2 separate regions of the Sus scrofa genome follow, and region 1 is linked to region 2. A link is a contact called in public HiChIP or PLAC-seq data. All regions are on one chromosome and are shown on one strand. The core of a region is the stretch at or near the end of the contact, and the rest is flanking DNA. Distances in the headings are between cores, read along the strand shown. Region 1 holds the start of TRIM66 (tripartite motif-containing protein 66). Region 2 holds the start of LOC110262312 (formin-like protein 5).

Region 1 (3,134 bases), core at 365-2,864, 150 kb before region 2:
GAAAGCATGAGAGTCGTGGCTGGGGAAGATGAACCTGGCAGAGGCGTGAAGGACGGAGGGGCTGGAGGGGGGAGTGCAGGCAGGGTGATCACAGGAGGGCGCTGAACCCCAGAGAAGCGATGTGAGAAGGGCCTTCACGAAGGAGTGCCAGGAGGGCTAAAAAAGGACTTGGTGACAGCGTGTCAGAGAAAAGGATGCTCAGGATAATTTTTTCCGTCTCCCTGACATCCCTCGGAATGTCGGAGGGAAACTAGCCCGTAATTAAGTGAATACGACTGTGGAGTCAGCAACACAGATGAAGACGGAAGCCACCCAAGATGAGCTCGCCGGAGAGACGGCATCCTACGAAACCTTAACAGGGGCAAGCACAGACGGCTGAAGAATACCAACAGTTAAACGGTGGACAAAGGCAGAAGAACCTGAAAGGAAGACTGGTAGGAAGAATGCAAGAGGTGCTCTAGAAAAAGAAGTCAAATGGGTTAAGACAGAGTACAAGTGCTATGGAGAAGAGTCCATGCAGTTTGGAGTTTGGTTAATTGATGACTTTGGTAGGAGCACTTTAATTACAATAATGGGACTGAGGGCTAGACTGTGATGGATTAAAGGATGAACAGGAAACTAGCAAATGCACAGGATTTGTTGACTGCTCTTTGGGTGAACTTGGCTGAAAAGGAAGGAGCAAGGGTAGGAAAGAGAGACAGGGAGAATTTAGGATATTTTAGCTAAGCAGTATTTTAGCTTTACAGAACATGGCACAGAAACCACACACACACACACAGACTAACTGATGGACTGTGATCCTGAACACTGGTTGAGACTTAACACGGGAAGGGTGCCCCCTCCACTTTAGTTAACGATCATTTGTTGAACATGTACTACATGCCGGGAGCTGGGAGTACATGGATAAAAAGAAAATAATCCTCCAGTCTTTGAGGAGTTTGGTCCAGCAGGAAAGACAAACGCAGATCAAGATTCTCTAAGAGCCACGCCCTAGATTTTTGAGGAGGCCCAGTGGGGGCATGTGAGCAACCGTGACCGGATGGGTCAGTTTTCCAAGAGGGGACGCTCACTTTGGGTCCAGACTGAGCGGGGGTTCTCTGTCCAGAAGAGGAGGGGCTCACAGGCGCGCCCAGTAGGTGCCAGTGAAAATTACAAGAGAGCGGCGGAAAATCTACAGGGTCTGGAGAGTACAGGACCTTAACGCGAGCAAGCGCAGAGGTCCCTGAACTGAGGCTGTTCAAAGCGAGGACAAGGCCAGGACCAGGCACAAGGGCGAAGGAGCGAGGAAGACCGAGAGCGTGGGCGCGCAGGCCCGGGAAGGTGGGCGAGACATCAAAAACGGAGCCTAAAAGGACCAGAGCGAGGCTAACGAACCCGACTGGCGTCCGTGAGGACGCGGGTTCGGCCCTGGGCCCGCTCAGCGGGTTAAAGGCCGGCCTTGCTGCGGCCGTGGTGCAGGCTGGCGGCCACAGCTCCGACTACCCCTGACCTGGGACGCTCCATACGCCGCGGGGTGAGGACCCGGTGGGCACCGAAGGCCAAAAGTGGCTCCTCACGCGGCCAGGGGACAAGCCAAGCGGCCGCTACGCCCGGCCCGAGCCAGCCACCAAAACCAGAGCGAGACCCGCGGGACTGCTCAGGGCTGCGGCGGTCGGCGGGGAGCTGAGACCGGCGGCCCCGGCGGCTTTCCCGCCCGCGGCGCGCACCGCAGCCCTCAAGCCCCGCCCCCGGCGGCAGAGCTCAGCCTGCGAGCGCCAGCGCACTCACTGCACCGCGCAGGGCTCCCGGCCCCGCCGCCGCCCCCGGAACAGCTCTGCGATGGCGAGCTCAACCCCCGGATGCGAAAACGGCAAGACCTGTAATCGCGCGAGATCCGCGCCCTCGCAGGCCCCGCCCCCCGAGCCGGAAGTGAGGCGTGGGCTCCGCCCCTGGGCCCGATAGCTCGCGAGACTTTGCCGAGGCCTTCCTCTTGCGTCGCGGCCGCCGACATGGTAGGTGATTGTCCTGGTCCGCCCGTGTGGTTGCTACCCTAGGCCGCGAGCTTTGCTCACCTGCTCCCCCAGCCACCTGCTCCCGCCTTTGGCCTCATCCTCCAGGCCGCTCACGTCCGGCCGCCGGCCGGGGCGGCCGGGACGGGGCGGGGAGCCTGGGGCCGCGTGTTCTTCCCGGAGTCCGGATTCCTGAGACACGCGGACCCGGGCGCCTCCCTGATGAGAACCAGGCGGTGATCAGCCTGGTTCAGCTTCGCTGAAGGCGCCGCAGAGCAGACCCCCGCCCCAGCCCCTTCCCAGGCTGGCAAGCGTGGCCCCCGCCCCACCTCCCAGGGCCTCACCCCGGGCACCTTTTCCCACACAGCCGTCCAGACTAAGGAAGACCCGGAAACTCCGCGGCCACGTGAGCCACGGCCACGGCCGCATCGGTAAGTGCCGGTTTCCCGTCCTGGCCGGCCTCGGGCTGTCCCCGGCAGATGAGCTTAGAGAGGTGGGTGAAGCTTTGTGCGGTGGAGCCCGTCGAACTTGATCGTTAGCCGTTGGCCTTTTCTCTGAAAACCCTCCGCTTTGAGAGGATTTGATATCATTTGGGGGCCTGCAGATTGAGCGGGGCTCAGTCTTGAATTGGTTGAAGGCCAGTTATTACCGCGTTAGTGTTGCGACGGGAAGCCTTGCTTCGCAGTGTTTAGCCTGGAGCCTAGAGGGATAGTGTTGCCGGTTGCTAACAGCCTAAGCAAAGGCACAGAAGCACGGGCGCGCTTTTGCAAGCGCTCGGAGGAGACCGTTGGCCATGTAGCTGTGTGCTCCTGCAGGCAAACACCGGAAGCACCCAGGAGGCCGGGGCAATGCGGGTGGCATGCATCACCACAGGATCAACTTCGACAAATAGTGAGTGTTGTCAGCGTGTGCTTTCACGGTACTGAAAACCGCGGGTGTCGGGGCAGAGGGTGGCTGGGAACGTCTCTGATGGGAAGCAAGCTTTTGACTACTTGCAAAACTTGCTTGTTGTTGGCTTTTTGTCCTGTGGACATTTCATGGGAACTGAGAGCTCGAGGCTAGAGTCACGCTTGGGTATCCGCTGTTGCCTCAGTGTGCTAGAGTCCTCGAAGAGTAACCGCTGAGCTTATTCACTGGCTGCGCCCC
Region 2 (3,292 bases), core at 504-3,003:
GACAGCGTGCGCAGTTATTTTCCCTTTGTTTGAAATGCGTGTGTGTGTGTGTGTGTGTGTGTGTGTGTCTCGAGGGACCCCGCACACAAACGACCAGGCACGAGCGGCATCGGGGACCCGCCGAGAGCCCCGCGCCAGGCGGGCCGGGGTCTCGGCTCGGCGCCCCGCAGCCCGGCCCCGCCCGCCGCCCACCCCCGCCGGCGCAGCCCGGGAAGCGGGAGAGCGGCGCTCGCCACCGCCGCCCGGAGGGCCCGCAGCCGCCCACCTCTCCGCGCCCGCGGAGGCCCTCACCCCGAGAGGCCGGGCGCCGGGACGCAGACACTCACCGGGCTGGGAGCCCGCGGCGAGCGGCCGGGCGGAGCGGGACCCGGGCCGGGAGGGCGGCGGCCGCCCGGCCGGGAGCGAGGGCCGCGGGCGGCCAAGCGGGCGGGGGCGCCGGGGCGGCGGCCGGACGCACTCACCTCGGCGCCCCCAGCCAGGCTGGGCGCTCGCGCGGCTGGGGGCTCGCTGGGGCCGCGAGGCCGGGAGGAGGAGCCGCGCCGGGGAGAGGGCGGTGGGCGAGCGCGCCTCGGCGCCCGGGGCTGCCGCCGGGCTGGAAGCGGGGCCGGGAGGCCGCGCAGATCCGGGCGGCGGGGGCGTGGAGGGGGTGTGCCTCCGCCCGGGACCGGGTGGGGTGCGGAGCCGGGAGGAGGGGGAAGCTCGCAGGCTGCGGAGGGAAGCAGAAAGCCGCGCGGCGAGGGCGCCGAGGGGGCTGGGAGGGCGCCGGGGTGGGGAGGGGGAGGGGGCAGGAGGAGGAGGAGGAGGAGGTGGCCCCCCAGCTGGACCGGCCCTCACCTCGAACCCTCCGACCAAGACTCGTCTGGGTCTGGAGCAAAGCACGAGGGATCTGAAACTTTATGTCATTTTCTCATACACACGTGACCCCCTACAGTCCAGATGGTTTCAATCACTGGAGGAAAAAAGCGGCTCTGCTGGTCTGCGTGAAAAGCCGGAGCTGGGCGAGTCTGGGAAAAGCTGCCTCTACAGCCTGCCTGCCTGCCTGCCTGCCTGCCAACTAACCGACGACGAGCTCTTTCCGTTCTCCCAGCCCGAGGCTCGGGATCCCTGCAAAAGCCAAAAGCGCAGCGCAAGAAGCTCCGTTTGGTGCGGCCGCAGTAGCGAAAAGCCTGAGAGCGCTAGAGTCCCAAGGCGTCCGAGCTGAGCGGAGACTTCTAAGGGGATCCTGAGAATTTGTTTAAAATACTCCATTAGCTTACAAAGCCAAAAACTGGAAAAGGGTGGCATGCAAGAAGAAGCAATGGAATACTGCCAGTGAGAATCTGTGATTTATCAGTGGAATTCTGAAAGAAACTGTTAACCCAGTAGGACCATCCACTTGGAAAAGAATCATGCAACTCACTTAAAATCAAAACCCGGACCTACTCAGTGGATGTGAGGAAGCCACGTCACCTAATTGCTCATTCCCTAAATCACTCTAAATGGAACTGGATGCTGAAATGCACAAAATTGACGTTCACAAACCTAGCTACATTTTGAAGGAACAAACATGTATGAATGACCATAAACAGACTCTAAGGCCAAGCCAATTCAATTGTCATATCCTAAAGGAATATTTACTCAGCTCCAGGGCAAGCATCAAAAATATGGGCTGTTTAAGATACATCTTGGAAATAATTTAACTTGTTCATGGTTCAATAGAAATAGTTCCAAGAACCAAACTCACCGTCTGCTGTTCCTTTGCCAAAAAAGTCATCGATGTGAATTACCAGTATTAACACTTTATCTCAGTAATACTGGTGCCAGAGGAGACCTTAGGTCTCTCTAGCAGGAGGCCTTACACACCATGGGACCCAGTTGTCTCTGCGTGAAAAAGAGGTCAACTTTTGTGACTTGGTTCTACGTTAGGAAAACCCAAGTTTCCATTTTTCTACTGGAAAACACAGACAACCTGAAACACGTTTCACTCCAAACTCAAAATCTAACAGTGACTTTCTCCTACTCCAGTTCACTGACATGCTTGAACCCTGCAGGAGACCGAGGCCACCTGGATGGACTGAGTCCTCTCCAGCCTTCTCCAGCCTCAAGTGAGGGTGGCCCTACCCTCCCCAAGCCACACGAGAAGTCACAGAAGAATCCTCAGGGAACGAACCCAGGCCACATAATTTAACAATGCTCTAGGCAGACTCCACCTGCAGCTCCCCAGCTCTGAAGGGAAGTTCTTAGGTTTCCCACTTCCAGAACTATTCGCATTTGTATTAGAGTCTTGTTCCTCTTACGAGTGACACCTGTGAAGAAAGCCAGCTCAGCGGAAGACATCAAGATCTCCTCCATTGTGGTCGCCAAGGGGTAGTGAGGGTTGGGGAGAGAAGGGTTGCGCGTCTGGGATTAGCAGCGGCAAACTGGCGCATACGGGGTGGATAAACGAGGTGCTGCTGTGCAGCTCAGGAAGGGCTACTCGCTGTCCTGTGATAAACCGGAATGGAAAAGCATATGAAAAAGAGTACGGATGTAGGCAGTATAACTGGTCATTTTGCTCCACAGCAGAAATGAACGCAACATTGGAACTCGACTATACTTCGTAAAGTTTTTAAAAAAGATTTTCTCTATTCAGACCCAGGATACTAACTCCTTTCACCCCTGGCAGCTGCTGGGGCCTCTCACATGCGCTAAAGACAAGTAAGGGGGCAATAGCGAGATACAGATAGTTGTTCTTTTTGTTTGCCAAGGCTTTGCAAATTATGAATGGGGCTTTTTTTAATTCCTAAGAAAAACCTTAATTAGAGATCCTCTTTCAGAAAGAAAAAGTAATGTCCCTTAATTTTTCTAAATACAGTCTTGAGTCTAAACTTCACTGATGTCGGCATTAGGTAATCTGCTTCTCTCCTTTTTCAGCTGCACCTGCAGCATATGGAAGTTCCCAGGCCAGGGGTCAACTTGGAGCTGCACCTATAGCCTGTGCCACAGCCACAGCCACAGCCAACAATGGATCCGAGCTGCACCTGTGACCTACGCTGCAGCTTGCAGCAACACCAGATCCTTAGCCCACTAAGCAAGGCCAGGGATCAAACCTACATCCTCAGAGACAACATCAAGTCCTTAACCTGCCGAGCCACAATGGGAACCCCTATTTAGTTAATCATAACACTGGCCAAAGATTTTTAGAGACACTAACATATGAAATGTTTTTAATGCTACTTTAAATAGTGTTAATGTAGTGATTTGCATCAACCTAATGTCCACGTCACTTGATAAAAGCCAAATGTGTACGAGGTGCTACGGGAGATGCAAGCTC

The links. HiChIP or PLAC-seq counts read pairs in DNA pulled down with a chosen protein or histone mark.
Region 1: a contact with region 2 is called in an H3K27ac HiChIP or PLAC-seq map of skeletal muscle. The contact joins the promoter of TRIM66 here to the promoter of LOC110262312 in region 2. A contact is called at or near these places in 1 of 47 Hi-C or Micro-C datasets (heart right ventricle) and 1 of 2 datasets of contacts at active chromatin or transcription factors (skeletal muscle).

What each region holds. Positions count from the first base shown.
Region 1 is chr9:710,051-713,184 of Sscrofa11.1, reverse strand. It overlaps TRIM66 (tripartite motif-containing protein 66), which reads right to left and starts at 1,614. Exons shown (of 23, transcript XM_021062260.1): 1 at 1,490-1,614. The coding sequence starts at 1,503. RPL27A (60S ribosomal protein L27a) reads left to right here and starts at 775. Exons shown (of 5, transcript XM_003482496.4): 1 at 775-1,991; 2 at 2,356-2,419; 3 at 2,804-2,879. The coding sequence starts at 1,989.
Region 2 is chr9:559,254-562,545 of Sscrofa11.1, reverse strand. It overlaps LOC110262312 (formin-like protein 5), which reads right to left and starts at 1,753. Exons shown (of 5, transcript XM_021102706.1): 1 at 1,724-1,753; 2 at 1,060-1,104; 3 at 462-865. The coding sequence starts at 1,753.